Regions from separate parts of the Sus scrofa genome. Here all the other regions are linked to region 3. The links are chromatin contacts, called in public Hi-C maps. All regions are on one chromosome and are shown on one strand. The core of a region is the stretch at or near the end of the contact, and the rest is flanking DNA. Distances in the headings are between cores, read along the strand shown. Region 1 has its middle 11 kb from the start of SLC1A5. Region 2 holds the start of CCDC8 (coiled-coil domain-containing protein 8). Region 3 holds the start of DACT3 (dapper homolog 3). Region 4 holds the start of FKRP (fukutin-related protein).

Evidence for each region. Hi-C and Micro-C count contacts between places; a contact is called where the count stands out from the background.
Region 1: a contact with region 3 is called in a Hi-C map of subcutaneous adipose tissue, with 2.5 times the contacts expected there. The contact joins the enhancer-like site here to the promoter of DACT3 in region 3. A contact is called at or near these places in 8 of 47 Hi-C or Micro-C datasets (embryonic fibroblasts, heart right ventricle, mesenteric adipose tissue and 3 more).
Region 2: a contact with region 3 is called in a Hi-C map of heart right ventricle, with 2.2 times the contacts expected there. The contact joins the promoter of CCDC8 here to the promoter of DACT3 in region 3. A contact is called at or near these places in 2 of 47 Hi-C or Micro-C datasets (embryonic fibroblasts and heart right ventricle).
Region 4: a contact with region 3 is called in a Hi-C map of embryonic fibroblasts, with 2.3 times the contacts expected there. The contact joins the promoter of FKRP here to the promoter of DACT3 in region 3. A contact is called at or near these places in 4 of 5 promoter capture datasets (fetal liver, liver and skeletal muscle), 27 of 47 Hi-C or Micro-C datasets (adipose tissue, alveolar macrophages, blood and 14 more) and 2 of 2 datasets of contacts at active chromatin or transcription factors (alveolar macrophages and skeletal muscle).

What each region holds. Positions count from the first base shown.
Region 1 is chr6:52,668,843-52,676,717 of Sscrofa11.1, forward strand. No RefSeq gene overlaps it. Among named protein-coding and RNA genes, the nearest start is that of SLC1A5, 11 kb to the left of the region's middle. Within about 2 kb of position 6,014, at least 26 of the 83 cell types and tissues checked have an H3K27ac peak or open chromatin away from gene starts, as enhancers often do. A contact at or near this core is called in skeletal muscle and subcutaneous adipose tissue, where this site is marked.
Region 2 is chr6:52,471,545-52,479,322 of Sscrofa11.1, forward strand. CCDC8 (coiled-coil domain-containing protein 8) reads left to right here and starts at 2,964. Exons shown (of 1, transcript XM_003127233.4): 1 at 2,964-6,713. The coding sequence starts at 4,573. The coding sequence ends at 5,988.
Region 3 is chr6:52,551,422-52,559,082 of Sscrofa11.1, forward strand. It overlaps DACT3 (dapper homolog 3), which reads right to left and starts at 2,837. Exons shown (of 4, transcript XM_003355955.4): 1 at 2,248-2,837. The coding sequence starts at 2,661. It overlaps PRKD2 (serine/threonine-protein kinase D2), which reads right to left. Exons shown (of 18, transcript XR_002344708.1): 18 at 7,645-7,661.
Region 4 is chr6:52,622,403-52,629,436 of Sscrofa11.1, forward strand. It overlaps FKRP (fukutin-related protein), which reads left to right and starts at 5,064. Exons shown (of 2, transcript XM_021094618.1): 1 at 5,064-5,116; 2 at 6,647-7,034. It overlaps STRN4 (striatin-4), which reads right to left and starts at 5,508. Exons shown (of 17, transcript XM_021094615.1): 1 at 5,199-5,508. The coding sequence starts at 5,480.

The sequences.
Region 1 (7,875 bases), core at 4,764-7,263, 120 kb after region 3:
GGCCTGGGCCCATGACATGTGAGGACACGTTAGAAACCAAAGGGTCAGATCCCCCCTTGGTACAGACAAAGAAAGTGTGTCCCAAAGACCCAGAGCAAATTATTGCACGAGCCAGGGGAGACGCTATGAGCGATGCCAGCAAAGGGCGGGGGTGGCATATCAGGCCTGGAAGAGGGAAGGGCACACACTGTCCAGGACAACAAAAGACACAAGGTCTCACTCACAGCCTAAGAACATCACAGACACATTCCATCCAATTTTTTTTTTTTTCAAAGTTCCAATGAAAATTTTTTTGAGATAAAATTCACACAAAAATGAGCCAGTTTTAGGCATTGAGAATCCAACTTCCATGGCTCCAGTCGCAGCAGCAGAAGTGTGGGTTTGATCCCCAGCTCAGGTGCAATGGGGTAAATGATCCCACTGTGGCTCAGCTTCAATCCCTGACCCAGGATCTTCCAGGTGCAGCCATGAAAATAAAAGAACTATGTTAAAGTGTGATTCAGGAGTTCCTGTCGTGGCACAGAGGAAACAAATCCAACTAGGAACCATGAGGTTGTAGGTTCGATCCCTGGCCTTGCTCAGTGGGTTAAGGATCCAGCGTTGCCTTGAGCTGTGGTGTAGGTTGCCGATGCGGCTCTGGTTCCGAGTTGCTGTGGCTGTGGTGTAGGCCGGCAGCTACAGCTCGGATTCGACCCCTAGCCTGGGAACCTCCATATGCCCCAATGAGGCCCTAAAAAGCAAAAGAAAAAAAAAAAAAAAGAAAGAAAAAAAAGGTATGTGATTCAGTGGCCTTTGTTGTGCAAGCTTCACCTCTGCATAGCTGCAGTCACTCTCATCACCTTCCCAGAGGACAGCCTGGAGCCTCTCAGCCCTCGCTCCCCATTCCCTCCCCAGATCCTGGCCAGCACTAACCTGCCTTCCGTCTCTATGGATTTGCCTGTTCTGGACATTTCATACGGATGGAATCATACACGACGTGACTGTGGTAGTCTGAATGTTTGTGTCTCCCCACCCAACTTCATATGTTGAAACCTAACCCCCAAGGTGATGGTATTCGGGGGTGGGGCCTTGGGGTGATTAAGTCATGAGGGTGGAGCCTTCTGGATTGGGATGAGTGCCCTTATAAAAGCGGCTCTGGGAGTTCCTGTCCTGGTGCAGCAGAAGTGAATCTGGCTAGGAACCTTGAGGTCGAGGGTTTGATCCCTGGCCTTGCTCTGTGAGTGAAGGATCTGGTGTGGCTGTGAGCTGTGGTGTAGGTCACAGACATGGCTGAGATCCCACGTAGCTGTGGCTCTGGTGTAGGCTGGCAGATGTAGCTCCAATGGGACCCCTAGCCTGGGAACCTCCATAAGTCATGGATGTGGCCCTAAAATAAATAAATAAATAAATATATAAGGCTCCAGAGACATCTCTGGTCCATTCTCCCTACGTGAGGATACAATGAGAAGCCTGCAACCCAACCATTTATACTGACCTTGAACTTCCAGCTTCCAGAACTATGAGAAATAAATTTCTGGGGTTTTTTTTGCGGGGGTATCCCCATGGCATGCAGAAGTTCCCAGGCCAGGGACTGAACCTGCATAATGGCGGCAACCCAAGCCACAGCAATGGCAATGCCTGATCCTATAACCCACGGCACCGTGGGGAACTCCTCTGTTTTGTTTTGGGTTTTTTTGTCTTTTTTGCCATTTCTTGGGCCACTCCCGCGGCATTTGGAGGTTCCCAGGCTAGGGGTCCAATTGGAGCTGCAGCTGCCAGCCTACGCCAGAGCCACAGCAACTCGGGATCCGAGCCGTGTCTGCGACCTAAACCACAGCTCATGGCAACGCCGAATCCTTAACCCACTGAGCAAGGCCAGGGGTTGAACTCGCAACCCCATGGTTCCTAGTCGGATTTGTTAACCACTGAGCCACAATGGGAACTCCTCCTCTGTTGTTTATAAGCCACCCCATCTGCAGTATTTTGTTATAGAAGCCCGCACAGGCTGCGGCAGTGACCTTTTGAAGCTGGCTCATTTCACTGGGCAAGCCACCCAATATTTTGATTTAAAATAATAACTAACATTTACTAAACACTTAACTATATCCCGGGTACTACCCTGAGCACCATGCATGTATTACCTACCTGAGCCTCTCAACAAGCCAGCGAGGTGGGGAGGCCTGTTATTGTCCTCATTTTATAGGCCGATAAACAGAGGTACAGAGAAGTCACTCAGCTGCTACGTAGTCGCACCAGGAATTTTTCTTCTCATTTTTACTTTTTTTTTTTTAATTTTTATTTTTTTAGCATTGTCAGCCTCTTGTGTTTGTCCTGTGGTAAAATATACTTAACACGACCTTAACCCTTTTAACCATTTTAAAGTGTACAATTCAGTGGCCTTGAGCAAGCACATTCACGGTGTTGTGTAACCATCACCACGATCCAGTTCTGAACGTTTTTTTCACCCCTCTAGGATTGGAACCTAGGTTTTCCACCCTCAGAGCCCAAGCAGCTATTCCTAGCCTGACCCTCAGTGGAAGAATTTAGCATAGGGGCAAGAACTTATCTCCTTGGGGTTCAGCCTGGAGGATGCTACGTAGCTATAGAGTTGTCTACTATGCCCCACCAAGAGCTGGGTTTACTAACACCAGTTCTGGGCTGTTTTCTCTGCCTAGACCCTTCCCTTCCACCTCTAGCTCTTTGCCTCCTGTGACCATGAGGGGCATTTCTAAGGCAGGGGCTGGCAAGGGGTCCCGACATGGAAGAGAACCCACAGGCCAAAAGTGGCTTCATGGGATCATCCAAGCCCCTGGAACCAGCTATACCTGAAGCCATCCAACTCAACAACTTTTTATTGAGATGAGCCAATCCATTTCCAATTTTGCTGAAGACAGTTACACTGGGGTTTTTAGCTTTTTGAAACAGAAAGGGACTGAACTGATAGAGCGGGGGTTAGCCTCTTGATTAAGGTACTGGGAAGTAAGCTCCCAGAGAAGGGAAAGGCATGAGCCAACAAGAGTGGGTAGGAACACGGCCAATTTCAGGAGACAGACAGCATATCATCAAGGTGATTGCAATGTGGAATTTATGAGAGGTCACAGCGGGGGTCACGGTGCAACCTTCTAGTTGCAAAAAGAAAAGGGACAAGGCCTGACCTCAAGGGGCCTAGGCCATGGGAGAACCTGAAAGCTTCACCCTGGGAGCAGCGGGAGCCATCAAAAGGTTTAAGCAACAGAGTGACACAATCAAGTTTGCCTCCTTAGAAGAAGCCTCTGGCCTCTGACCCATTTGCTGGTGGCTCTCTGGAAAATCATTAGGCAACAGGCATTGACGTTAGCAGGGCCCATGCCCTCTGACATGGCAGTTCTGCTTCAAGGGATTGATTCTACAGTTAGAGTCACACACGTGGGAAATCAGCACTGTTTGCATTTGCAAAAGACTGGACACCAGCCAAGCGCCCATCAGAAAGGGGCCAGCGTAATGCGTTATGGACCATCCATGCATGGGAATACTATGCAGCTTTGCAAAAGAATGAGCCAGATCTGCAAGTGCTTTGGTGGTGTGTTGGTGAATGTTTAACCGCCAGCTCTCTGGGGGAGAAAACAGTCCTGAGCTGCAGCGTTTGCCCGTGTCTGTGGTGTAAATTACTCCCCCCCCACAGCTGGTTTTAAGCTACCAACACGTGGAACATCCTGGAACACAGACTTGGAAGATATCCTCCAGGTGGGATTTTCCTAACCTCTAGAACAGAGATGGCAGTAAAATGTAGTATAATAATGAGGAGGCAATAAATCGTTGTGTGCAAAAGAATTTATTTAGGAGTTCCCCGGTGGCTCAGTGGGTTGAAGGGCTGGCGTTATCACCGCTGTGGCTTGGGTCACTGCTATGGTGAGGGTCAAACCCTGGCCCAGGATCTTCCACGTGCTGTAGCTGTGGCCAAGAAAGAATTTATTTAGTTATAAGTTTATATACTTTTTTAAAAAATGATTTTATTTTTTCCATCATAGCTGGTTTACAGTGTTCTGTCAATTTGCTACTGCACGGCAAGGTGACCCAGAGTTTATATATGTTTTAGTAATGGCTATATTTAAAGCAGGCTTGCAAAATTCCCAGAGGTTTTGCAATCGGGCCTCACAAACTGTTACAAGCCAGCCCCCACACACACATTCAGGATGAGACAGCAAAGCCAATTTGTGGACAAGGCTCTACAGGACTGTATCTCACCCCCGCACAAGCTCTCCTCCTTACTCACTCCTCTCCGGCCTGGACTTGGTACATTTCGGGGTCACTCCCACCTCAGGGCCTTTGCACTTGCTGTTCCCCTTGCTGTTCCACTCTTACCCTCTTATAACCACGTGACTCGCTTCCTTACCACCTCCAGGCCTTTGCTCACATGTTACCTTTATCAAGGTCATCTCTGACCACCTCGTAATCAAACAGAAACCTTCCTGCCACCTCAACACTCCAGCTTCTCCGCCTGCTTTATGTTTTATCAACAGCACTGACTGTGCCATCTGACCTACTATGTAATATTAAAATGCACTTGTCACTTTATTTGTTGACTGTCTTTATTTGTTGACTAGAATGTCAGGTCAAAGAGGGCAGGAAATTTTGTCTGTTTTCTTCTCTGCTGTATCCCCACTGCCTAGAAGAGTGCCTGGCACATAGCAGGTGCTCAATAAATATGTGTTGAATGAATGAATATACACTTAAGTAAAAAAAAAAAAATAAGGCACAAACTAGTAACAATAGCCCAGACATGGAAGCAACCTAAGTATCCACTGACAGATGAATGGGTAAAGAAGATATGGTTCAGAGTTCCTGTTGTGGCGCAGCAGAAACGAACCTGACTGATATCCATGAGGATGTGGGTTCGATCCCTGGCCTCCCTCAGTGGGTCGGGGATCCGGCGTTGACGTGAGCTGGTGTGTAGTTCGCAGGTGGGGCTCAGATCTGGCATTGCTGTGGCTGTGGTGTAGGCTGAGAGCTGTAGCTCCGATTCGACCCCTAGCCTGGGAACTTCCAAATGCCGCAGGGGTGGCCCTAAAAAAGCAATAAATAAATACATCAATAAAGATGTGGTTCATATATACAATAGACTATTCCTCAGCCAAAAAAAGAATGAAATGATGTCATTTGCAGCAACCTGGATGGACCTTGAGCAGATCATCCTAAGTGAAGTAAGGCAGAGAGAGAAGGACAAATATCATATGAGATCACTCATATGTGGAATCTAAAAAACGACACAGGAGTTCCTGCTTTGGCGCAGTGGGTTAAGGGGCTGGCATTGGCACAGCTGCGGCTTAGATTCCATCCCTGGCCCAGGAACTTCTGTAAGTTTCTGGTGCGGCTGAAAAAGAAAAATTTTCAAAAGGAGACAGATGAACTTATTTACAACACAGAAGCAGACTCACCGACAGAAAACAAACTTACGGTTCCCAAAGGGGAAAGGGAAGGGAAGATAAATCAGGAGCTTGGGATCAACACACAGATGCTACGCTCTAGAAAATCGAGAGGCCACAAGGTCCTACTGTACAGCACAGGGAACTGTAGTCGATATCTTGTGATGATGAACAAGAATCTGAAAACGAATCTGTATCTGGGTCTGTTATTCAGTTAGTCACATGTGTCACCGAATCGCTTTTTATACACCAGAAACTCACACAACACTGTAAATCCTCAGTACATCAATCAAAAAAAAAAAAAAAAAAAGTGAGGTGCAGCATCGTGGGAATGACCAGAATAAGATGCCCCTGTGTGTTCTTACAAATGATAGATTGTCTCGGGGAGAAAATGCAAGAGACGCATGGCCCCAGCGCCCCGGGGAGGACAGAAGGCGTTCACACTGCACCCATCCTGTACCTTTAGAAAGCTGGGCCGGTGCCTTTCATTACCTATTCATATTTTTTTCAAGCGTTCTATTAAAAGCAGCGCCTCGGGCTGCGGAGGGGAGCTGGCTCTCGGAGGAGGAGCATGAGCCCGGGCCAGGAGGAGGCCGGGGCAGTGACCCTGGAGCGGGGACCGGATGGGGCTGCCAAGCCGTCTGGCCTGATCCAGAGGCCTCTCTGCGGAAGGCGGACCCGGAGCCCTTAGAAGGCGCTGCGAGGTGACATCTGGCCCTCAGGCCTGGCTTTTATGAGCCAGACAGGCGGGTCTCCCAAAAAGGCACCTTGGCCACCTCCACCCCTGCATAAAAAGATTCCAGTAAGATCCCACCGTCTTCGACAGGCCAGGGGATGAAAGCTCCCCTCCAGGGCCTCCCTCCTCTTTCGACCTCTGCCCCTCTCTTCTCCCGCCCTCCTCCCTCCACCTCCTCCTCCAGCCTCCTTCTCCGCCTCCTCCTCAGGCTCATTGCTCCAGCCACATGCCACCTCCCCAGCGCCTCTGAAACACCAGCCCTCTCTCGGCTCCACGCTTTTGCCCCTGCTGTTCCCTCTGCCTGGAACGCCTTTCCCTGCCTCCTCACAGGACCCTGGCTTATGGCGGAGATCTTAGCTTCCTTCCTTCTCATAACAGTGATTTACGGGGCATCACCCTTTGTCAGGCATCCTGCCAGGGCTTGGATTAGGGAGCAGGCACGGAGGAGAGGCCGCATCCTAGCTGGGAAGAGCAGGAAATGAAGCAGTCAGCAGAAAGTAGAAATAAGAGAATTCTTAAAAAGAGCTAAATGCCGCAAGAATAAATGGTCGGCTCTCTGAACGAGGAGAAGGGGCCTGCCTGCTGAGGAACTGGGAAAGAATCAGAACAAGGGAACAGCAGGTGCAATGGCTCAGAGGGTGAGGATGACGTTGGAGAATTCAGGAAGCAGAAAGAAGGCCAGGAGTTCCCACTGTGGCACAACGGGATCAGCAGCATCTGGGGAGTGCTGGGACTCAGGTTGGATCCCTGGCCCCATATGGTGGGTTAAGGATCCAGCTTTGCCACGTCTGTGGTTTAGGTCACAGCTGCGGCTTGAATCGGATCCCTTGCCATGGAGTGGACAGAAAGCAAGCCAGCCAGCAAGCAAACAAGCCAGTGTGGCTAGATTGGAGGGAGTGAGGGAAAGGGTCGCCAGATGCAGACCAAAGGGTAGGTTTTCATGAGGGATGTCATAGACTCTGTTAGGAACTCGGGGTCTCCTCCTCCAGGAAGCCCTCCTCGACTGCACCAGGCAGCCCCCACCTAACCCTGTTCACTCTAGGTTGTAGTTCTCTGGTCACTGGCCTGTCTCCCCCACTGCCCTGGGAGGACAGGGGTAGTCACAACTAAGTCCCCAGTGCAGGCCTGGGGACACAGCAGGTGCTCAGCAAAGGCCCTGGTCCCCCCCCAGGAAGGCTTGCCTCCTTGCCTCCCCTTTGCCCCAGCCCCTTGCTGACCCAGCTGACCCATGAACTCCCCACCCAGCCCAGCCTCTTTCATCCCATCCTCAAAGGCCCAGCCAGGGAGGATGCCCAGCTCCAGCCACCTCTGATGGGCTGCAAGCCCAAGTCAAAGGCTCTGAAGTGGTCAGATCAAACACCTCGGAGCTGGCCTTGGGCTGGGCCAGCGTGGGAGGCTCAGGGGAGACGCAGCACCCCAGGCATGAGTATTCCGGGATGGAGAGGTGGCGGGGGGAAGCACGTGGGACCAGCCAAGGGGACCATTTTTTTCCCCATCAGCACAATAACATAACTTCCAGTTGCTGACTCCCTGCGTGCCAAGTGCTGGGCTAATTTTTAAAAAGAATGTCATTTATTAATTTAAATGGATAAGATCCGGTCAGGGTGCAAAATTCAGAAGACTCAAAAGGCCTGTGGGAGAAAGTAAATATCTCCATTTCACAATTTTAAAAGGTCTGTAGGAGTTCCCACTGTGGCACAGTGGTTTAAGAATCCCACTGAAGTGGCTTGGGTCACTGCAGAGGCACATGTTTGATCC
Region 2 (7,778 bases), core at 1,714-4,213, 80 kb before region 3:
CACTGTTCTAGATTCTGCAAATTCAGCAGTGAACGAACCAGACAAATATAAATCTCTGCTCTCATAGGGCTGGAATTCCAATAGGGTGAGACAATAAATAAGAAAATACCAGGAAGCGATGTGGTGAAAATAATTCAGGATGATGTTAAAAACCCTCATGAGGTAAATTCTAAAGTTATCCCTGCAAGAATTTTTTTCCTGGAAAGCACAGAGGTATTTAATTGAGATTACTCTGGGGGAAGGGGCTGGAGGCTTAGGGCTGGTAGCTAGACATTTTTTATTTTACACGGTTCGGCAATTCCAGCATTTTCGTAACATGTACTTGTCACCTTTATTATTATTTTCTAGAGTGGCAACCAAGGGTAGCTGGGTAGAGAGATTTGAGCCATGTTTTGTTTTCTTTCTCCATTCTTGCTGGGTTTTTCATTTCTTTTAAACAAGTATAAAAGTGGGAGCTGTAATTATCGTTTTTTCTGGGGCGGCTGGAGAATCTCGCCTGCCAAAGAACTGGGAATCTAAATCCCTCACAGCGGAACTGCCCAGGGGTTGGCAATTTTTGCAAAAATGTTGAACATTTGGGCTTTTATTTCTAGGATAATCTCCACCACCCCACCCCACCCCGCCTCCGCCACATACGCAACTTTTACCAGTTACAAAACCCAGTGTCTCATCTGCGAGGTCATTCCCACGTGGAAGCCTTGACTTCTCAGGGCTGGATTCTTAAGTCAACATTTAGAAATTTTTAGTTTCGGGCCCCTACAAAACAGCTTTTCAGAGAAACTGACGAGGAAATCAGGCCTAGAGATGGGAAAAGAAGCGGAGAAGAGGCGCTGCCCTGCCCCGCCCACCCTCTCAGAGCAGCCTCTAGCGAGGGAGCGCGTCTCCTCGTCGCCATGGAGACCGCTGGGAGGCGGGGCTAGAAGCTGTGCAAAAAAGGGCGGGGCGCGGTTGGGGGGCGGGGACTGAGCCCGGGGGCAGTTGGGATGGACTTTTTGAGGAGAAAATACAGCAAAGCCTAAAGACCTGGCTCTGTAAAAGCAAAAACAATCCAAATGAGCCAATAATTGTACAAAAATTTCCCTGAGACCTTAGCCGTCCTCTGCCTGCCAAGTATCTTTCTTTCTTCTTTCCCTCTCTCTCTTCCCGCTTACCCCGAACATCTGCCCAGTTCCTTCACGAGTTAAGTGAAATCACATGCTGTGAGTTAAACGAAATTATATGTGTTTATTTTATTTTATTTGTTGTTGTTGTTGTTGTTGCTATTTCTTGGGCCGCTCCCGCGGCATATGGAGGTTCCCAGGCTAGGGGTCGAATTGGAGCTGTAGCCACCAGCCTACGCCAGAGCCACAGCAACTCGGGATCCGAGCCGCGTCTGCAACCTACACCACAGCTCACGGCAACGCCGGATCATTAACCCACTGAGCAAGGGCAGGGACCGAACCCGCAACCTCATGGTTCCTAGTCGGATTCGTTAACCACTGCGCCACGACGGGAACTCCATATGTGTTTATTTTTATACCTTATATTAGAGTCACTAGTTTACCCGGGTTTTTTGGTGTTTGGGGAATTTTTTTTTAACATTTGCATACATTAAAATTGGTCTCCTTTGTAATCCAATAATACAATACCATGCATTGCAAAACTATCCTGAAAAGGGTCCTTGACATGGAAAAGGTTAAGAATTCCTAAGCTAAAGGGTCCTCAAGAGGGTAGAGACTGCTCAGTAATTTGGGGAGGGTGCAGTATGACCTCTGAAGTGATAACCTTTTGCAACACCCTAGCGCCTAGTGCTTAAGGATCCAGTATTGTCACTGCTGTGGCATGGGCTAGATCCCTAGCCTGAGACCTTCTGCACGGCCAACAACAAAAAAAGATGACATTTGAGCAGAGGGAGATTGCCAAGAGAAGGTAGGGGCAGAACTTTCTGGGTGTTGGGACCAGTGATGCAAAGGACCTGAAGGTGGAGGTAAGCCCGATTTATTGGATGACCAATGAGGAGGCAGGTGTGGCTGGAGTGGAGTGAGGAAGAGAGAAAGAGAGCGGGAAGTGGGACTTTGTGGGTGATGGCGAGGACTTTAAAATTAGAGGAGAGGAGTTCCCGTCGTGGCGCAGTGGTTAACGAATCCGGCTAGGAACCATGAGGTTGCGGGTTCGATCCCTGCCCTTGCTCAGTGGGTCGGGGTTCCGGCGTTGCCGTGAGCTGTGGTGTAGGTTGCAGACGCGGCTCGGATCCCGAGTTGCTGTGGCTCTGGCGTAGGCTGGCAGCTACAGCTCCGATTCGACCCCTAGCCGGGGAACTTCCATATGCCGCAGGAGCGGCACAAGAAATAGCAAAAAGACAAAAAAAAAAAAAAAAAAAAAAAAAAAATTAGAGGAGAGACAGATCTGGCTTAAGTTGCTAGGTTGGGGGTGGATTGATTATAGGCAGTGAGAAGGAAGCAGGGAGCCCCACGAGGAGGGATTTGTATGGATCCAGGCAAGCATTGAGGGCAGCTGGACATGCGATGGCTTTTAAGGGGTCAAACAGCCTAGCACTCTCAGGAGGACGCAGATCAGCTGTATCTTCAGAGCCTGGAGTTAGTTCTAACGTCTGGGATCTGGTTCAAATATCTGGCTCTCCACTTCGAACTGTGCAATCGGGGACCAGCCTCAGTGTCCCCAGCTGTAAGGAGATGATAGTGAAGGCATTCACCTTTCGGTGTAGCTCTGCAGATTCATAACAGGCCCACTCAGGATGCCTGGTTTCAAAGAAAGCATCCATGCAGGTTAACCGTTATTATTACTAAGGCAGTTGTTGCTGTGCATGTGGTTGCCTCACAGTTACCCAAGAAGCTTTGCGAATCCTGACCCTTTAATTTAACTTATTTCAATTAACATTTTTGAGGTATCTGAGGTCCTTCAATTTAATTTAACTTATTTCAGTTAACATTTTTGATTGTTAAAAATTGAAGCACTCCAAAATGATAGAGTGAAAAGTCATGTGAAAAGTGAAAAGCCACCTCCGGGGTCCCCAGATATAGCCACTGTTGGCAGTGCTTCTACACATGACAAATGTATGTATACACCTAGGCCCTTTGGTCTACACACACATTAGACTGTTTCAGAATCAAATCCAGGTTCAGTCTTCTTCCTGGCCATGTGACCTTGAGCAAGAGATTGATTTTATTTCCTCAGCTGTACAATGGGAATGAGCATCGTATTATCTGTATCCTGATGTTTTTGTGTGAATTTTATGAGTTAATTTATAAAAAGCACTTAGCATGGTCCTTCGTACGTAGGAAGTGCTCCCTAAAATGTGTTTATTCTCAGTCACTTCTCTTTTTCATAACGGCCTAGTATTTCACCGTTAGTCCCTACCGGTGAACAATTAGGTGCATTCATTCACTCAAAAATATTTCTTGAGCACCTACTCTGTGCCAAGCCCCATGATGAGCTGCAATAAGACCTTGATACCAGGTTCTTCACCCACATGTCTGGGTATATGGCTAGGAACTGCCGGTACCCAAAGTCACTTAATTTTAAGATGGTACTATACTGTCAGTGGCTTTCCAAGGGATTGCCCGATGATGAGCGCGCCCACCTTCAGGGCTGGGCTGGAACCCGCACTTTTGGGACGGTAGTTTCGGGAACTGCTGCCTTTCTCAGAGAAAGCTGCTGACGTGGGCGTCGGCACCGCAGGCCTTTGGCTTGGAAGCCGGGGCCCCTGAGAGGCCCGGGGCGCAGCCACACCCCTGGGGGGGAGGGCGGCGAGGGCGCCCCAAGGGGAGTGGACAGCCCCCCTGTCAGTCTTCCCCGAGTCCGGGAGTGTAAGCCGAGCAGGGAGAAGGTGGGCCTCATCCAGGGGGAAGGCGAGGAGGAACTTCCTGCCCGCGCGCGCACTCGCCGGCCCTGGGCGCGCAGGCTGGGGGCGGAGGCGCGTCAAGGTCAGCCTGGACCGAGGTGGCAGCCTGCCTAGGGGCGGGAGACCCTCCTGGGGAGCTGGCTGCGGCCTCCAAGAGCCTCGGCCATATTGAACAGCCACAGCTGAGCCGTCTTTGTCTGCAAAGTCCTTTCCCAAGTTCCAGGGACGTCCCCTGTGCCTGGCACAGGAAGAGCCACCAGCAGTCCTTACACTGAGTTGGAGCCGGGACACCCATTTACAGCTTGCGGCGGGCTTGGAACCTTGAGACTCCGACTCACGTAAGCACCCTGAATCGATTCCCACCAGTCCTTGAGGGGAGCGAACTGGATCACGACCCGACTTGTTGCGGGCAGAGAAACTGGGAGGTGAGATTCCCGGCCGCGCTCTTGGGACCGCATCCCCACCCCAAGACTCGGCGCTGCGAGTAGTTTGGGCTCCTTGCCCGCACTTTAGATTTCACCCTGGAGATCTTAAAGACCCTCGAGAAAAGCCACGTGGGGGGCTGGTTCCCCTGGGGCTTCCTCCCTTCCCCTGATTGCCTGATCCTCTGGAGCGTCCCCGACATCTGCAAAGATGTGGATTTGGACGTCCTCGTGGAAGCCTTGAAGCCGGTGGGGACATTCAAGAAGATCGGCAAGGTGTTCCGCCGCGAGGAGGACTCCACGGTGGGGATGCTGCAGATCGGCGAGGACGTAGACTATTTGCTCATCCCCCGCGAGGTCAGGCTGGCGGGAGGCGTCTGGAGGGTTATCTCCAAGCCCGCCACCAAGGAGGCGGAATTTCGGGAGCGGCTGATCCAGTTTCTGGAGGAAGAAGGCCGCACCCTGGAGGATGTGGCCCGCATCATCGAGAAGAGCACCCCCCACCCGCCCCAGCCCCCTAAAAAGCCCAAGGAGCCCGGATCGAGGAGGAGAGTCCCGCAGATGGTGACGCCACCTCCTCGGCTGGTCGTGGGTACTTATGACAGCAGCAATGCCAGTGACAGCGAGTTCAGCGACTTTGAAACCTCCAGAGACAAGGATGACAAGGACCACAAAGGCACGGGGCGTGGAAGGAGGCTGCGCAAAATGCCTGTCAGTTACCTGGGCAGCAAATTCCTTGGGAGCGACCTGGAGAGCGAGGATGACGAGGAACTGGTTGAGGCCTTCCTGCGGCGAGGAGAGAAGAAGCCCAGTGCCCCGCCGGCCCGCCGCCGTGTGACCCTGCCAGTGCCCATGTTTGAGGACAATCCGGGACCCCAGCTGTCCAAGGCTGATAGATGGCGGGAATATGTCAGCCAGGTGTCCTGGGGGAAGCTGAAGCGGAGGGTGAAGGGCTGGGCACCGAGGTCCAGCCCAGGGGTGGGTGAGGCCCGGCAGGCCTCTACCAGGGTGGAGAGGGATGGCGCATCGGTGCCAGGCAGCTCAAGCCTCGGGGAGGACAGGGGAAATGCAGGAGATGGGCGGGTGCCTGAGAATCCCCCAAGTCGGTGGAGACCCAAAATCAATTGGGCCTCCTTCCGTCGTCGCAGGAGGGAGGAAGCCCCAACTAGAGCTCAGAGAACAGAGGCTGCAGATGATCAGAGGGCAGAGGTAGTAGTGGTCCCGGGGGCAGAGGCCATAGCTCTCCAGGGGGCAGAAGCTGTGGATAATCAGAGGGCTGAGGCCCCTGCTGCTCAGGGGGCAGAGGACCCAACTGTCCAGAGAGTAGAGGCTGCAGATAATCAGAGGGCAGAGGCCCTAGCTGTCCAGGGGGCAGAGGCGCCAGCTGTCCAGAGGGCAGAGGCCATTCCTGACCAGAGGGCAGAAGCTGCATGTAGTCAGAGGGCAGAGGCCCTGGCTGTCCAGGAAGCTGAATCCTCAGCTGCTTGGAGAGCCACAGGGGCAACCCCAGGAGCCAGGACCCGGAAACCGGTCAAGACAGTGAGGTTCCAGACCCCCGGCCGCTTTTCGTGGTTTCGAAAGCGCCGGAGAGCCTTCTGGCACACCCCCAGGTTGCCCACCCTGCCCAAGAGAGTCCCCAGGGCAGGCGAGGCCAGGAGCCTCAGGGTCCTGAGGCCTGAGGCCAGAGCAGAAGCAGAACATGAAGAGCAAGAAGATCAGCTGTGAGGCAAGGGCAGGGGGGGTCACAGAGGACCCTGCCACCTGTCACAGTATTGGCCAGCCAGGGTGTGTCCCTGACTCCCCTGCACTTGGGCAGAGATGCTATAATCTGTCCCCACACTTGAAAATGGAGATAAATCAAGGGCCTGGCAGTGCCCCTCTAATCTCCGCCTAACACCCCTCTTTTTTCTTGCTAAAATTGTATCTTTCATGCATTGATTTAAAAAAAAAAAAATACAGACTAGGGAGCTCGCATCATGCAGCAGCAGAAACGATCCAATTAGGAACCATGAGGTTGCAGGTTTGATCCCTGGCCTCGAACATTGGGTTGGGGATCTGGTGTTGCAGTGAGATGTGGTGCAGACGCGGCTTAGATCTGGCATTGCTGTGGCTGTGGCGTAGGCTGGCAGCTGTAGCTCCAATTAGACCCCTCACCTGGGAACCTCCATATACCGCGGGTGCAGCCCTTAAAAAAGAAAAAAAAAAATACAGACTCTTCATAGCAACTCAAAGAATGTAAAGAAACCTATAGAACGGGGTTGCATCTCCCAAGATTTTAACTTCCTCAAGTGCAACTCTAGGTGCTCCACTTGAAAAGGGAGGCAGGGGAGAAATTCCTTCCCCTTCCCCTTTTTTCTTCACCATCTTGCCTGAACACTTACATTGACTGCCTCCTTGAACTTAAAAAGAAGGCACAGGTCAATATGCAAATAAACATGTTTACAAACTTATTTCCTGCCTCTGGGCCCAGCAACTGAAGAATGCTCCAGGGTGGTTTTGTCATGCCCTGTGTCCCCTTCATTCCCACCTCCATGATGGTGACCGTGTTCACCTCACTTTGCCTGCCATCCCTACACTTGATGGGTCCAGGGCTTGCCATTTACATGCGTTGTCCCATCGTGGTTCCCAGGTACAGAAGAATCACTAGGGAAACGTGTCCAAAATGAAGGTTCTGGGGCCCTTCATGCCAGAGCTGTGAATTGCTAGGGTGAGCTGTGCAAGCCAGGAGTCTGTTTCCATCAAGCCCCACAAACATCTCCTGGAGCAGCTAGGCTGCTGAACACCTTGAGAAAAATCACTGCAATAGGAACAGGCCACAAGGTGGACTGCGGTGTGTTGGTGAGCAGTATGCTGGGACTGGAGCTTTTAATCATGAGATCAGGTTGCTGCAGCTCTGGGAGCTGGGGACATCTCTGCTCGTTGTCTCGTGTCTCCCCCTCCCCCACCCTCACCAGGGGAAAAAGAGACAGTAAACGACCACTCCCCAGCCCGGATACAAGCAGGAGAAAAAGGAATTCGTGGAGGGAGGTCTGAAAACCAGCTTGGTCCTCCTGACTGGCAGGAGTCCTGGCCTGAGCTTCTTAGACCTGATTCAGTAGGTTTGTGGGTCTGGCCCCGGCCTGAGAATATGCATTCCTAAGAAGGCCCCAGGAGATGTGAATGCAGCAGGTTTCAGGATCTTATTTTGAGAACTACTGCTCTATGGGAAAGTCCACTTCCTGCAGCCCGGCGTTCAAACAACAGGCAGAGCCTTGAAGCCGCTAGGCGGTGGACCAGTGCTCCATGCACCTTTCGTGCTCAAGAGCCGTCGCGCCCACAATCTTAGCCATCGGTCTTGGCGCGCCACCTGGTGGATATCTGGGCCACGGCAACTGGCCTGAGTTGACGTTACCTTCACAGGCCTGGGCGTGGGGCGGGGGGAAGCGGCCTGTGTGAGGGGCGGGACCTTGCGGCCGGGCTTGAGGGGGCGGGAGCACCGGATAAGTGGAAAGGGGTGTTGTTTTTTGTTCCTGGAG
Region 3 (7,661 bases), core at 1,587-4,086:
TCCTCCCCTGTGCCTGGACCCCCCACACCCCCAAGTCAACACCCCCTCCCATTTGTAAGTCTGACCTCATTCCTTCCAGCTGCAAGGGAATGGATGTATCTTTAAAAGACCAGAAGGTCCTTGGCCTGGATCTGGCTCCCTGCCTTCCCACAATGCCCCTCATCCTTTTTTTTTTGGAAGCCCTTCGGAGGCCGTCCGGCTCTGGCAAGTTTAACATGAATGTGATTCGGCGCCCTGGAGACCCCTTGGCCCAAACTTTCCCAGATCTTGCTCTCCCCACTCACATGTCCTTAGTCTGGGTCCAATTCCCTTTATCTCTGTTAGGAAGTCCTTCTGAAAGTCTAACTTAAGTCCTTCTTGCTGAAAGGGGCCCATTTTCCTTGGTGAGAGACAACAGGACTCCTGCCCCCATTCGGGTTTCTTGCCTCTTTTCTCTGAGACACCCCCTATCTCTACCTGCATCCCCCATCATTCCTATTAGAAACGAATCAACTCTGGCTTCAGTCTTTCTTGCTTCAAAGGGTGGGGGGGGGAGAGGAGGAGGAGGGGTAAGTATCACTCGACAGAGGATCAGGGATCAGAGGAGGCCCCGCCCCCTCTTTGGAAGGACCCAGGAACCCCCAGCACCGGAGGAGTTTATATTTAGCGCTTCTCTGCTCCTCCCTCAGTGGCGCTGTCTCCCTCCCGTCGCCTGCCACCGCCTCCTCCCTGACGCTGGGACGGAGCTTTGCTTGGAGATTGGGGGGTGGGGGGCCTGGGGGCGAGGGAAGGCCTCTCCACTACCACTTCGTGGGGTGTGTGTGGGGGGTAACTGAAGGCTGGGAGGACGACAGAGGGGCAGAGGAGGGGGAGACTGAGGCAGAGAGAGGGAGAGGCTGAGGGGCAGGGAGGCAGGACACAGCTGGCCCATCCCCAAGCCTTCTTTTCCTCGGAGGGGTGGGAGGTGCCTTCCCAAGCCCAGCCAGCCTGGGGGGTGGGGAGAGCTGGTGAAGGCCCCCACCACGCGGCTCTAACTTTGGGAGGGGGGGTGGGGCTTCCCACAGCTGTTTCTGTTTCCAGAGAAGAATGTGCAGGGTCCCTCTCCCCGCCGCTGCGGCCCCAGAGTCTGGCTTCAGTCTTCCTCCCCATTCCCCATCTGGGGAGGGGGCAGTCGGGGTCAGCGGCAGGGAGAGCCCCCTCCCCCCTGCTACCTCGGCTCAGGTTTCCCCAAACGGGAAGCTCTGACCACACACAGGCTTGGGGATGGGATCCGCAAGTGGAGCCAGAGTCTGGGGCCTGGCAGGCGGTGGGGGGTGGGAGAGGGACAGGGACTGTGGGGCAGGAGAAGAGAGTGAGGTGCAGAAATGCAAGAAGGGAAGACCAGGCAGACAGAGACAGAGGATGGCAAAAGACAGAGAAAGAGATACAGAAAGTCACAGAGAAATGGCTGTGGGGCGGGGGGGGAGTGCAAGAAACCCAGGAAGACGTCAGGAGAATTAAGAAATGACATAAAGGAGAAAGGTGCGACGATGCTCCTTAAGTCATTCTGGAGACCTTTGGCTTATCTTCCACCCTCAGAGCGCCCAGGGAATCTAGAAGTCAGACCCCCAGGCTGCCTCAATCTGCCACCTCCTGGGTTAACCAGAACTGGGACCAGGTAGGAAAGTGTTACCAGAGGATCAAGATCACCATGGGGTCCTAAAGGGCTGCGAGCTTCCTCTCAGCAGCAATCCCTTCCTCAGGAGGCCCGAGGATCCCCTCCCCCCACCCCGCCCCCTCCGGAGATCTCCAAGCACACTAGGACTTAGGAAGACGGAGCCCTGGTATGGAGGCTGGGAGAGGGGCGTGCTTGGATCCCGCTGTGTGACCTTGGGTGAGTCGCTGGCCCTCTCTGAGCCTCCGTTTTGTTGCTTTCTGAAATGAGAACTATCACCCCCTATCCTCCAAGCAGCAAGAGGACAACGCCTGCCTAACACTCAGCCCGGGCTTGACACATACTTGGCGCCCAGATGGATTCGCTTTGGGGAAGGGGTGTAGGGAATGGGCTTTTGCATCACACGAGGGTCCGGCGGAGGCGATGCAGTCCCCTTCCCCAGTCTGGGGGCAGGGAGGCCTGATCCCACCCGCCGCCCAGACTCTCCAGCCCCACCCCCCCTCTCTTTTCCCCCTCTTCCCTCCCCCACCCGGACGGGTGTCTGAGCATCCAACCGAGACAGAGAGACAGACACAGACGAGGGCAGAGGGACAGACGGACAGGCGGCCCCTCACCAGCTGCTCTTCCAGGGCTGCTGCAGCCCGGCGCGCCGCCGCCGCATCTTCGTCCTCGTCGGCGTCCTCCTCGTCCTCGGCCTCGGCGCCCCCCATTCCGGGCTGGGCCAGCCGCAGCGCCTGCTGCACGCGGTACTCCTGCCTCTCCCGGAGCCAGTGTAACTCGCAGAGCCCGGCCAGGCTGCCCTCCAGCCAGCCCCGCAGCCGACCCCGTTCGGGGCTCACCGGGAACGAGAAGGCCCGGATCATGGCTGCGGCCCCCCGCCCCAGCCCGGCCGGGCCCCGCGGCCACCCCTCTCCCGGTCCCACCTCCCCGCCCCAACAGCCCGCCCGCCCGCCCGCTGGCCCGGCTGTCACCGTCTCATCTGCATAGGCGCCCGTCCATTGGGCCGCCCACCCGCGCCTTATCTGCATGGCCACGCCCCCGGCGACAGAGCAACCATCGCCTATTGGCCGGTACCCTCCCTTTACGAAGATACTCGGCTGTGCACCCGCGCCCCTCAACGCAACGTATGCTCGCAGCTGCCTACTCGCTCGGCTTACCGGCCACCTCGCCTCGCCACGCCCCGCCTCTCGCCTGCCATAGGGCCCTGGCCACGCCCCCACACGTCACAATGAAACAAGTCCGCCCTTGTTCCAATGTTATTGGTCCGTATCTCCCGGGTCCCCGCAGCTGGTTCCGCCCCCTTGCGGGAGAGCTCAGGCTACCATTGGACTGTCCCGCGAGAGGGGCAGGGGTGATCTATAAATAGAGAATGGGTGCACGTGACATTTTGGCAGCAGTTCCTCTCCCTCCGCCCTTCCTAACCTTCTGCTTCTGAAGATGCGCAAGGGGGCGGAAAGGGTTAAGAATCGAGTCCAGATTTTGCCTCCCCTTCCAGGAAGCCTTCCGAGACATTCAGCTGTAAAACTAGAGGGCCAGGGCAACTTCCGACATCCTCCCATAAACTAATGCTTCTAAGCGGGGCGAGCTTCACTGGCCGGCTTAGAAAGGCCCCAAACTTGGTTTAACATTCTGCTGTTAGTTTTGGATTTTTCATTTTTTGAACAAGGGGCCCCGCATTTTCGTTTTGCTCTGGTAGCCAGTCTTACTTCTGAGAGCATGTCCCAAATTCTGGAAGTGTAAAACCATGGGTGTAATTCTATGATTCCACCCGAACAGAATCTTAGCATCTTTTGTCTCACAGATGCTGTGAGGCTTTGCGCTCACCATTTTACGATTCCAGGGGCCTTTGTTCTATGTTCTAAGAGGCTTTGTTCTCAGCCTTCTAAGATGCTCTGTTCTCAACGTTCTATGGTTCAGAAAAGTCTGAGCCTGACATTCGTTACCAAGGTTCCCTCCTCCCTTCCCTGGCTCGGCAAGCGGGGCTAGCGCCCCCTCAGGCGGCCAACCTGTGTCACTACGCCGAGTGCGAGTACCTACAACCTTGAGGATCAAGCTCCGAAGTTCATGCCCATTTCTCAGATAGACCTTGACTCCCTAACAGCCAAGGCCCAGAAAATCATGTAAGAAGCTCCCTCTTTTATGATACCCCGTGCACCAGATGACCTGGTCCTGAGCTGAAGAGGCAATTTCTGGGAGCAAAGATTCCAGAACCAAACTGCCTGGGGTGAGCCTCAGCTCTGCCACTTTCCAGCTGTGCGACCTTGGGAAACGTGCTTAGCCTTTCTGTGCCTCAGTTTCCTTAGCTATGTAATACTTCCTATCTCACAGTTGTTACGAGGACTGAGATGTCTGTCAGGTGCTTGGAGCAGTGCCTTCCATGTATAAAGTCACAGAGGGATCTGATAAATAAATAAAAAAATCATCTAGCTGGTCCCAAGGAGAAAAATGAATCTGGATTTTAGTAGAGACAAACTATTCAATCCCTTTCTTGTTTAAGACAGACCTAGACTGTCGTAAACTGCCTGAATTCACCAGCGATGGGGAGATGATCTGATTGATGAAGGGGGATATGGAGAGCTTGCTTTCAAACAAGATTTTCTTAGTAGTTAGTGTCTGGGGTGATGTCAGGATTGGTTTACATCCCTGCTGTTTGTATAAAACCAGTCGAGCCATTTGCTGGCAAAAATGTTGGATCTTGAGGTGATTTAGTGTTCTGCTCACCAGCCATTTGAAAATGGGTATTTCTAAGAAGAGCAATAAAAAAAAAGAGCATTATTAATGGTTGAATAAGGGAGTAAAACCCAGACTTGAGACCAGAGGACAGCCAGTTGAGAGGGTTCCAAGTAATCAGTGAAGAGAGATCTTTGGTTGGTGGAGTCAGAGCAGTAGCTATTCTGTGGATTTCCTTGTCGGCCTTTTGATGTTGATGACATCTGTCGAATTCCTGGGAATGAACGTGCAGTGGTTGCTTCCAACCACAGCATACAAGTCCCTTTCCTGGAAGCCCCCAACCTGGGTATAAGAGTTGCCCACACGTGGTCAGAAGCCATATTAAACCCTTAAGAGTTTACTCCCAAGCGTTTGGTTTCTTGTTCCAAGGTGAACGAGAAAAAGGAGATCATATGCATGAGTGTCTGCCTCCCAAGATTTGGCAGATCTCTTACATTTGTGAGTTAGGGGTTTGGCAGGAGAAAGAGTGAAGTTCAGGTATTGATAGACTGAAGGGACACTGAAACACTAATGGCTGCAAAGTCTCCACATGTAAATTACACATCATTGGGGGCATCCCAAGACTCACGGAAACCATTGCCTTATTTATTTGGTCAGAAAACAAATGTTAGGAGTTCCCTGGTGGCTCAGTGGGTTAAGGACCTGGCATTGTCACTGCTGTGACTTGGGTTTCTGCTGTGGCTCGGGTTTGATTCCTGGCCTGGGAACTTCTGCATGCCATGGGCTTGACCAAAAAAAAAGAAAAAAGAAAAAGAAAAAGAAAAAACAAATATTGATTAAAGGTGGAAAACCAAGATGCAAGGATAGGACTGGGACCGTGAGATGAATCATAAGAGACACAAGCCACGGATACTGAGAGGTATCATCAGCAGCACCAGTTGACTCAGGATTGGTAATATTGTGATCGCTGGGAAACCCAGGTGAGTTCAATGAGGAGGCGGTTCCTGTCATTAGGGTTGTTAAGGCGTCAGTAAAATTCAGTGATTGTGGAAACTGAGGCCCATGAAGGGGCCATTAGGGAAGCTTTAGAAGCACATGAATCTGGAGTCATAGATGGTTGGAGTAGGGAGAAGTTCCTGTTACGAGAGCACTGAGTTGGGAGGGGTCTTGAAGGGCGGTACATGGGACAAGGCTCAATCCATTTGCAATGATTCTCTTTTCCAAATCAGGTCACATTCTCAGATACTGGGGGATAAGACTTTAACATACATTTGGGGCAGACACAATTCAACCCGCAACAGACCCAGGAACCACTGGAGTTGCATTTCAGTCTTGGGTGAAGATGAAATTAATGATGAGATAAATGCATTCTGGGGATAAGGGTTTACCCACAGGTGCAAAGTCATGTCCTAAGCAGGGTACTTGTGACTTACGTCATTGTGATTTGTCCCCAGATATCCGTATGAGTAGGGATGTGGGGTAGGTGTCAGGTGTCAGTGAGTGAGCTGTTGAAATGAACAGGGCAGATGAAAAGGTGATCCACCTATCAGGTTAGAGAGGAATTACAAGGGGAAAACAAATGCTTCAAATTTAAAGTAAAATTAAGTAGGAGCTTCAGTGAATCCTTTTTTCAGTCTTTTTTGGGCCACACCTGCAGTATATGGAGGTTCCCAGGCTAGAGGTCGAATGGGAGCTACAGCTGCCGGCCTACACCACAGTCACAGCAACGCCTGATCCGAGCCGAGTCTGCGACCTACACCATAGCTCACAGCAACACCGGATCCTTCACCCACTGAGAGAGGCCAGGGATGGAACCCACGTCCTCATGGATACTAGTCGGATTCGTTAACTGCTGAGCCATGATGGGAACTCCTCAGTGAATCCTTTAGACACACACATCCACGTGTATTGTTGACTTTTCCAGGTGAAAACACAAAAAGATTGAGAGTTCCCTGGTGGCCTAATGGTTAAAGATTCAGTGTTGTCATCGCTGTGGCTCGGGTTCAGTTCCTGGCCTGGAAACTTCCAAATGCTGTGGGCATGGCCAAAGGAAAAAAAAAAAAGGTAGAAGCAGTTTGATTGTCCAGGATCAGGCCTGAATAGTCTTTCCATACATTTCCTGGCCTGGTTCTATTATTGCAGATGGATTCTGCCCTCTGTTGATTCCTCAATTTTTTTTTTTTTTTTTTTGGCCATGCCCATAGCATCAGAAGGGAAGTTCTAGGGCCAGGGATAGAACCCTTGCCACAGCAGTGACAACTGTCAGATCCTTAACCCGCTGAGCCACCAGGGAACTCCTTAGACCAACTGGTTTTAGAAGAAGTATTCAGGATGGAGTCTGAGAGACATTCCCCAATAGTATTGGCTCTGGATTATCCCCTGGATGTGTTCTGGCTTCTGCGGAGGTCCTTACTGTCTGAGGTTCATTCAGCTTTTCAAATTAAAGAACTGCAATTCTGCAATTGACCGGCAGATGGACTAATTGACATAAATTGGGAAGACATGGAGCAGAAGCACCTGGTATCCTAGCCTGGCTGCTAAATACCACCCAGTTTCTATTGGGCTCAGGAAAATCTTAATGGCCTGTAAGTCTGAGCATGATCAAGGTGGGAAGAGAACTTGTCTGACTGCATGCTCTGATCTCTTACCTTCAGCTGTAGGGCCAAAAGTCTGGATGACAACAGGGAGCTAGGGAACCTCAGGGCCAAGGTGAACCTTAAGTCAGCTCAGAAGAGCTGCCTCCAGAGACCCTCAGGATCCTCTAGGCTGCCCCATCCTCTTGGGCTCTCTCATTCCAGGCCTCCACACTCTGGGTCATCACTGGCTGGAAAATAGGTCTGTCTCCTCATTCAACAGTGAAGCCCCTGAAGGTGGGATCTGGGCTGTCTCGGCCCCCACCACATCTCCAGCATCATCACAGAGTGACAAACAGATGACAGCAAATGAGCACATCCATTGTGTAAAGAAGTCACGGCACCAATTTAAGAGAAAACACCAACTACTGTGTATCGGCTCTCTACTAGGACCCAGACTTGTGCTAACTGCATTATTATTATTACTTGTGATTAATAGTAACAACACCAAATAAACAAATTAAACCATTAAGCCAGAGTTCCCACTGTGGCTTAACGGGTTAAGAACCCAACGCAGTGTCTGTGAGGATTCGGGTTCAACCCCTGGCCTCACTCAGTGGGTGAAGGATCCAGCATTGCCATAAGTTGCATTGTGGGTTGCAGATGCGGCTTGGATCTGGTGTGGCTGTGGCTGTGGATTAGGGGTCAGCTGCAGCTCTTATTCGACCCCTAGCCTGGGAACTTCCATATGCTGCAGGTGCGGCCATGAAGAAGAAAAACAAAAC
Region 4 (7,034 bases), core at 3,814-6,313, 73 kb after region 3:
TTACTGCTCCCCTGTGCACCCCTCCCGTCTGGGCTTCAGTCACTGAGCTGCTTCCCAGCGCCTGCCCAGCCTGCTGAGCCCACATCTGTGCAATGCCCGATACTGGTGGACCGCCTGTGCCAGCCAGGCACTGCGTGAGGCTCTGGCAAAGTAACGGAGCCCTCGGGCACAGGTGATAAGCACAGCAGCAACATTAACACAGGATGTGACCAGGGTCCCGGTGAGGCAGCAGAGGAGGTTATGGGAGGAGGGACAACCAAGCCAGTTTGGAGTGAAGAAGGGACAGTTCAGCTAAGACCCCAAGGCTGAGTAGCAGTCAGCCAGCGGGGTGGAGTGCGCAGCTGGCTGAGGACAGAGACAAGGAACTCTACAAAGGCCAGGCTGCCTGCATCTGAATGGGTATAAGGGTTAGGGAGGAAAGTTAGAGAAGCTTGTAGGCCCAACAAAGGATCACAGACCACGTGAGCAAGTCTGAAATTTATCCTAAGAGCACAGGGGAAGGTATGGAAGGGTTTTTGGTGTTTTTTTGATTATTAGTTGGTTTACTGGTTTTGTGCAATGGCCGTACCCATGGCACATCGAAGTTCCCGGACTAGGGGTTGAACTGGAACTGCAGCTGCCAGTCTACACCATGGCCACAGCAACACCGGATCCAAACCCCATCTGCCACCTACACCACAGCTGGCAGCAACTCAGGATCCTTAACCCACTGAGTGAGGCCAGGGATCAAACCTGCATCCACAGAGACAATGACAGGGGTTCCCAACCACTGAGGCACTCCCTGGAAAGGTTTTTTAGGCAAAGAGAGATGTAATCAGATTTTCATGTTGCAGAGGTAATTCCACAAGCTCTAAAGTGGAGAAGTGATAGCTGCAGGGGGCAAGGGGAGAGCAAAGCTAAAGGCAGAGACCAGCCACTGAAGGAGGCAGTCCCAGAAATCCCAGTGGGAGATGACAGTGGCCCAGATTAGGACCAGGAAGAAGGGGGTCATGCGTGGATTTAACAATAAGGAGATGGGACTGTTAACACCTAGTGACCCTCATCTGTGGGGGAGAAAGCAGAATCGTGCCCGGCCCTCATACCTGCTCAGCCTCCCCCTTCACCTCCTCGCCCCCATATCAAGCCCTGATCTCCCCTCTCCTAATGATGACGTGAGAATCTTACTAAGCCCATTCTGCTCCGATCCTCTGGCAAAGAAGGGAAAAAAGAGAACCAGAAACATGTGGTTGAAGTATCCCAGGTTGGTGGAATACCACAAAGGGGGAAGTGTTGGTGGCCAGTCCCTCCCACCCCCGCAGGATCTGCCAGCGCTGCGGTGGGCTGGCAGGTAAGGCCGGGATCTGGAAGTTCTCTACCCACCGCCACTCCCTCTGGCCAGACTGTTGGAACACATGCGCCCCCAAAACCGCGCTGAGACAGGGCTGCCGCCTCCCCTCCAGCTGTTCCTCTCCACCCCGGCTGCATCAACAAAGCTTTTGGAGGGGCTGAGATGCCCAAGAGCTACGACGCCTCCACATCCCAACCTTTCTGTCCCAGCCCCCTTCCCGTGCCAGTTCAGTTCCGCCTGGCCCTCCACTGCATCTGCTGCACTCCACTCCTCTGGGGCTCCTGGCAGGGCTAGGTCCCCATGGATCCCTCAGTGCCCCGTGGGAGGCTGGAAGTGGGGAGGGGCCAGCTCCATACCATCTCTGCCGGCAGCGCACTCGCCACAGCTCCCTGCCGCTGCCCTACGTGAAATGTCCAGTTCAGACCCACGTGCCCCACCCTGAGCTTCCTCTTGTCCTCAGAGAGCTCACATCCCTTCCCAGAAGAGCCACGGATCATGCACAGAGCCACACAGTCAAAACCTTTACCGTGGGAGTTCCCGTCGTGGCGCAGTGGTTAACAAATCCGACTAGGAACCATGAGGTTGAGGGTTCGATCCCTGCCCTTGCTCAGTGGGTTAAGGATCCAGCGTTGCCGTGAGCTGTGGTGTAGGTTGCAGACGCGGCTGGGATCCCACATTGCTGTGGCTCTGGCGTAGGCTGGTGGCTGCAGCTCTGATTTGACCCCTAGCCTGGGAACCTCCATATGCCGCGGGAGCGGCCCAAGAAATGGCAAAAAGACAAAAAAAAAAAAAAACACCTCTACCGTGTGACCGTGCAGAGGTCTCTGTAGCCTCCTGCACAAACCAGTCTCTTCCATCAGCCTGGAAGTTTCTGAATGGCAGAAACTGCGTCATCTCCTTCTCAGAATCCCCCCACTGGGCAAAGTCCTGCTCATTATCACCTGTGCTGATGCTGCCTCCCTGCTTGAATTCTTGGGCGCCTCCTGGCAGGACCTCACAAGGCTGTGTTTTCTGCCATTCCCCACACACTGACTGCACACAGGTCCTGTGCCAGGAGCAGCTGCACTCAGCTATTTGGAGAAAAGGTATTCAGAACTGGAAAAATCTGATACAGTCCAGGCCTTAAAGGATCTCACAGGAGAAGTCGCACCTCTCTAAGTGATAAGTGCTCAAGTCAAAGTGTATAAAAAGAGGTGCTGCTGATGCGAGTGTAAATGCGGGGCAACCTGCCAGACCCAGTCCCCGCTTCATAAACACACCTCTTCTCCTGTTCCACCCCCTCCACCCGTCTCTTCTGCTGTACTCACGCGGGGATACAAGGATATTTGCTGCAAACAACCTAAAATTCCATCAAGAGGGCTCCAATTAAATGAGCTGGGATACAAACACCAGTGGAATATAGTTTTCAAAAACAGTGAGTATTGCTCTCTGTGCTGATATGAAAGGAACACCAAGACGCATGACTATGTGGGAAAAAAGGTCACAAAATGATACACATGATATGATCTCATATATTACACACATGGAGCTGAACTACTTTCACAGAAAACAGTTGGGGAGGCGAGTTAGGGAGCAGGTCAGGAAAGGGACGGGGGTCCCCTTCACTCACATGTATGTAATATGTGCACACAGATGCCTGAGCGCTTTGAATGTGCGCTAACATAACAGAACAAAAGAAAACAAAGTGAGTGGCGCCGGAGGCTAGACAAAGGAGCGTCTAAGCGGGTGCTATCCACAACTTTCTCCCAAAGCCCAAGAAGACCACTAAGGAGGGGAACAGACACATCTTTTCTCTTGTTTGTCTCAAAGATGAGGAGGTGGGTTGGGGGGTGCTGCAGGCTGCACAGGTGTGAAGTCCCAGACACCAAGCACCAAGATTTAACCCCAGGTCTGCTGTGACTGCTTGGACGTTCCCGCAGAGGCCAGAACTTCCTGGAACAGGCTTCTCCTCTGTCCTGGGCATCAGAGAAGTATAACGCATGGGCTCGAAAGCCCACAGACCACCTCTGCCACCCACAGGCTATGAGTCTAGATAAATCACTGACCTGCTCAAAGCCTCCACTTCCTCTTCTGCTTGATTTCTTTAAAGGGGAGGGAAGGGGGGGAATATCACTTACCCTCCCAGAAGGTTGCAAGGATTTATTTAAAGTGCCTGACACAATGCCTGGCACATAGTATGTGCTCAATAAACAGCAGCTGCGATAGCAGCTGCTGAGCGAGGGCAAGGACACTGGCCCTGCCTACATGAAGGGGTACTAAGAAGATCTAAAAAGACGTACTCTGGGAAAGAGCTCTGGAAGGAGAGATGGAACACAAAAACAAGGGGTACTTGCATAAGGATTTCTCTCCCACCCAACCCCCCCAGCACCAAGCCTCAGCTACCACAGAGCCAGGATCCCTACAGGGGTGGGAGAATTGCGGGATGCTCTCTCTATTCATCCCATGGACAAAATTCTAACCAGGTGTTTCTTTCAGTCCCCACCTCTCCTAGACAGGAAACAGCAAATCAGAGGGGGAAAGATGCTAGAAGCAGGCGCTGACTTCTGCTGATAACACCACAGACCAGGACCCCTCAGACTCCTGGCAGCACATCCTTAGAACCCTTAAAATCCTCACAATTCTGATACCCAGGCTCCTAGGGACACCCAGCAAACGGACCCACATCTCTCAAGGTCACAAAACCCAGCCCAGCTCCTCGGCGCCTTCCAAACATCATCCCAGGGGTACAGCCCTCCCTCAAGCTACTCCACAAACCAGAGTCCTTTCCCAGAAACTTCCACAAACACTACCCCCCACCCCAGGATCTTTGTGAGATTCTTCCTCTGGCTGCCTTCCTGCTCTACAAAATGCTCCCCGCCACCCCCAGATTCGGCCAATTCCTCGTGTCTTCACCCCACGCCCCAGCTCCACCGCTGGACACGGCCGACCTCCTCTCATTCCAGGTCGGGGCTCTGCACCTGACATCTTCCACACCTCCCATCTCTGGGCGGGAGTCCCCCCATCTCCCACATCCCCGAAGAGTTTCTCGGCTCTCAAGCTCTTCCAGCACAGGCTCCTGGGGCACGTCCTGGCCCCCTCCATGATTCCACCCCCGGGATCCCTTCCCGGGAGGCGGTAGCGACGCACTGCCAAGGCTCCACAAAGTTTCCTCCTCAGAGGGAAGGGGCACACACCTTCATCTGACACCCCCGAGACCTCGCTCTCCTCCCCGGAGTCCCGGCAGAGCCATCTTTCAGTCCCCGCCGTCCTAACACTCCGAAACAAACCCGTCCTGAGCTCCCTGACTTCCTCTCCCTACTCACAAGGGAGCCCAGCCCCGACCTGCTCTCGACTCCGGCGAGTCCCAAGTCCCCCCAACGTCCCCTCTTCCCACCCGGGGCCCGCCGGGCTCCACCTCCAACGGGGACGGAGTGTGACTCCCTCAGCACCCTGCATGTTCTTTGCTCACTCCCGTACAAGACCCCTCCATGCCCTCTCATCACCCTTGGCCGAGTTCTCTTGGGGTCCGCTCGGGTCCCCGAGGCCACTCTCTCAGGGACCCTTCGGCCAGTCCGTTCACCCCCACTCCCACTCCCAGCCGGTTCTGGTCCCCTGCGCCCTTTCTCTTGGCTGCCCCGGTCGGGCCCTCCAGCCCCTGGGCCCCCCTCCCGTCTCCAGCCGCCCAGGAGCCCTCAGGACCCCCCTCGGACGGCCCCTCACTCCGTCTGCGGGCCGGTCGCGGTCCCCTCCCGCCCCCCCCCGGCAGTCCCGGCGGCCATTGCTCCAAGATGGCGGCGGCGGCAGCGGCGGGTGAGGCCGGGCCGGGCCGGGCCGGGCGGGGGGGTCGAGGGTCCCTGGGCGGCGCTCACCTGTAACTCGGCGCGGCGCTCACCTGTAACTCGGCGCGCTCCGCCTCCCAGCGGGCCTTCTCCGCTTCGAAGCGCGCCCACTCGTGCTGGATAAAGTGTAGGATCCCCGGCAGGCTCAGGGGCTCCGGCCCCGCCGTGGGGCCGGGGCTGCCTCCGCCGCCGCCTCCCTTGGCAGCCGGGCCGGGCCCGGGGGCGGGGGCAGAGACCGGAGCCGCCCCCGTCGGGCCCGGGCCCGCGCCGGAGCCGAGTGGGCGGCTGGAGGAAGCGGCGGCGGCGGCAGCGGCGGCCGCTCGCTCCTCCATCATGGAGGCCCCGGGGCCGGCCCGCGCGCCCGCTGTGCTTCGCGCGCCTGCGCGGCCGCGCCAGCCCTCGAGCGCGCGCTCGGCGGGGGCCGGGGGGGCCGGTGCCGGGAACGATGTCGGGCGCGCGCCTCGCCCACCCGGGTCGACCCCCAAGGCGCGCGCATGGAGGGGCGAGGAGGGGCGCGCGCCTGGAGGAGGGCAAACGCGACCCAGACCCCTTAGGAAGCGCAGGACTTTGGGAGGGGCCGCTTCCTGTACCCCTCCTCCGGCTTCACCCCAAAGAAAGATTCTAGCCCTCTCCAGACCCAAACACCACTCTCCTAGATCACCGTCCCTCTTTGAGAGAAAGGGCGACCACCAGGGGTGGTTTCACCGATGGCCCCATCCTGATTCCTGGCCCGGGGCGGTTGTCATGGTAACTCTTCCTCAGTCGGGGACACCCTTAGCCTCCCTTCCCCTCCACCTTTATGGTCCTGGAGCTCCACCTCTCCTGGCCCTGCACCTACCTATAGGAGGTTGCTAAGGTCACCCAAGTCCCCGGTGGTCCTTCGGCCCCTACCCTCCTTGGTTACTATGGCAACCTCACCTAGCGCTCAGGTAGAAAGGAGCCTGGCCCCAAGGACACTGCTGAGGGAAACATCTCTTTCCCAGCCCCTCTCCCCAGCCTCCTGGTTGGCATTACCATGGTAACCATCTCCCCCTTTCCCATGGTGGGAGGGCCTTGGACCAGCCAGGTGTTTTTATTTAGAGGAGGAGATGCTCTGCTGAGGAGTAGTTGTTATGGTTACAAGATGCGGGCTATCCCTAGGGAGGTGAGAAACTGGCAGAGCCAAGTCCTGGGTACTATGGTAATGGGGGCACTCTGCCTTCCAATGACCCTAGAACCAGGCCCACCAAGGTAGAAGACATTTTAGGATTGTCTCTCAGAATGTAATGTGTCTAGGGAAGGGGTTGTCATGGTAACACCTTCTATCACTTCTACCCCTACCTTTCTGGACACATTCACGAAAGAAGGGATGGGTATAGGTTGCTATGACAGCCTTCCTTTCACTGCTAAGATGCTTCAGGTAGGTGATGCCTGCCTGAGCTTATGAGATTTCATAAGATGAAATTGTGCCCTGTTGTGTGAAGTTGGTTGATTTGGGGTTTTCTGGTTCATCTTCCTTCAGCAGTGCAGCTGAGCTGGGCTGGAACCACCCCCTTGGAGTTCCGTCAGCCTGCACCCTAGGAGGTAAGCAGCCCCTCAGTGTCACCAGCACTCGTGGGAACTGCCCTTGTCCCCAAAGGTTTTTCTACATATCACTCATTTGCTCTACCCATCACATTCCCATTCTACAGATGCAGCAGTTGAGGTTCAAGCCAGGGCAGAATCTGGACCCACTTACATTGTTTTGTGGGGAGAGGAGAGACAAAATCTCAGCTTAAGTGTTCTCTCCTCCCATGGCCACCTTTTTCTCTCTCACGCCCCCTGCTGGTTTCCTGCCCTGTCAGTAAGTCATTTTCATGGTTTTATCTATCTTCCTCCCTCTGGAGGGCCTGTCCAACAACCGCCTGGTT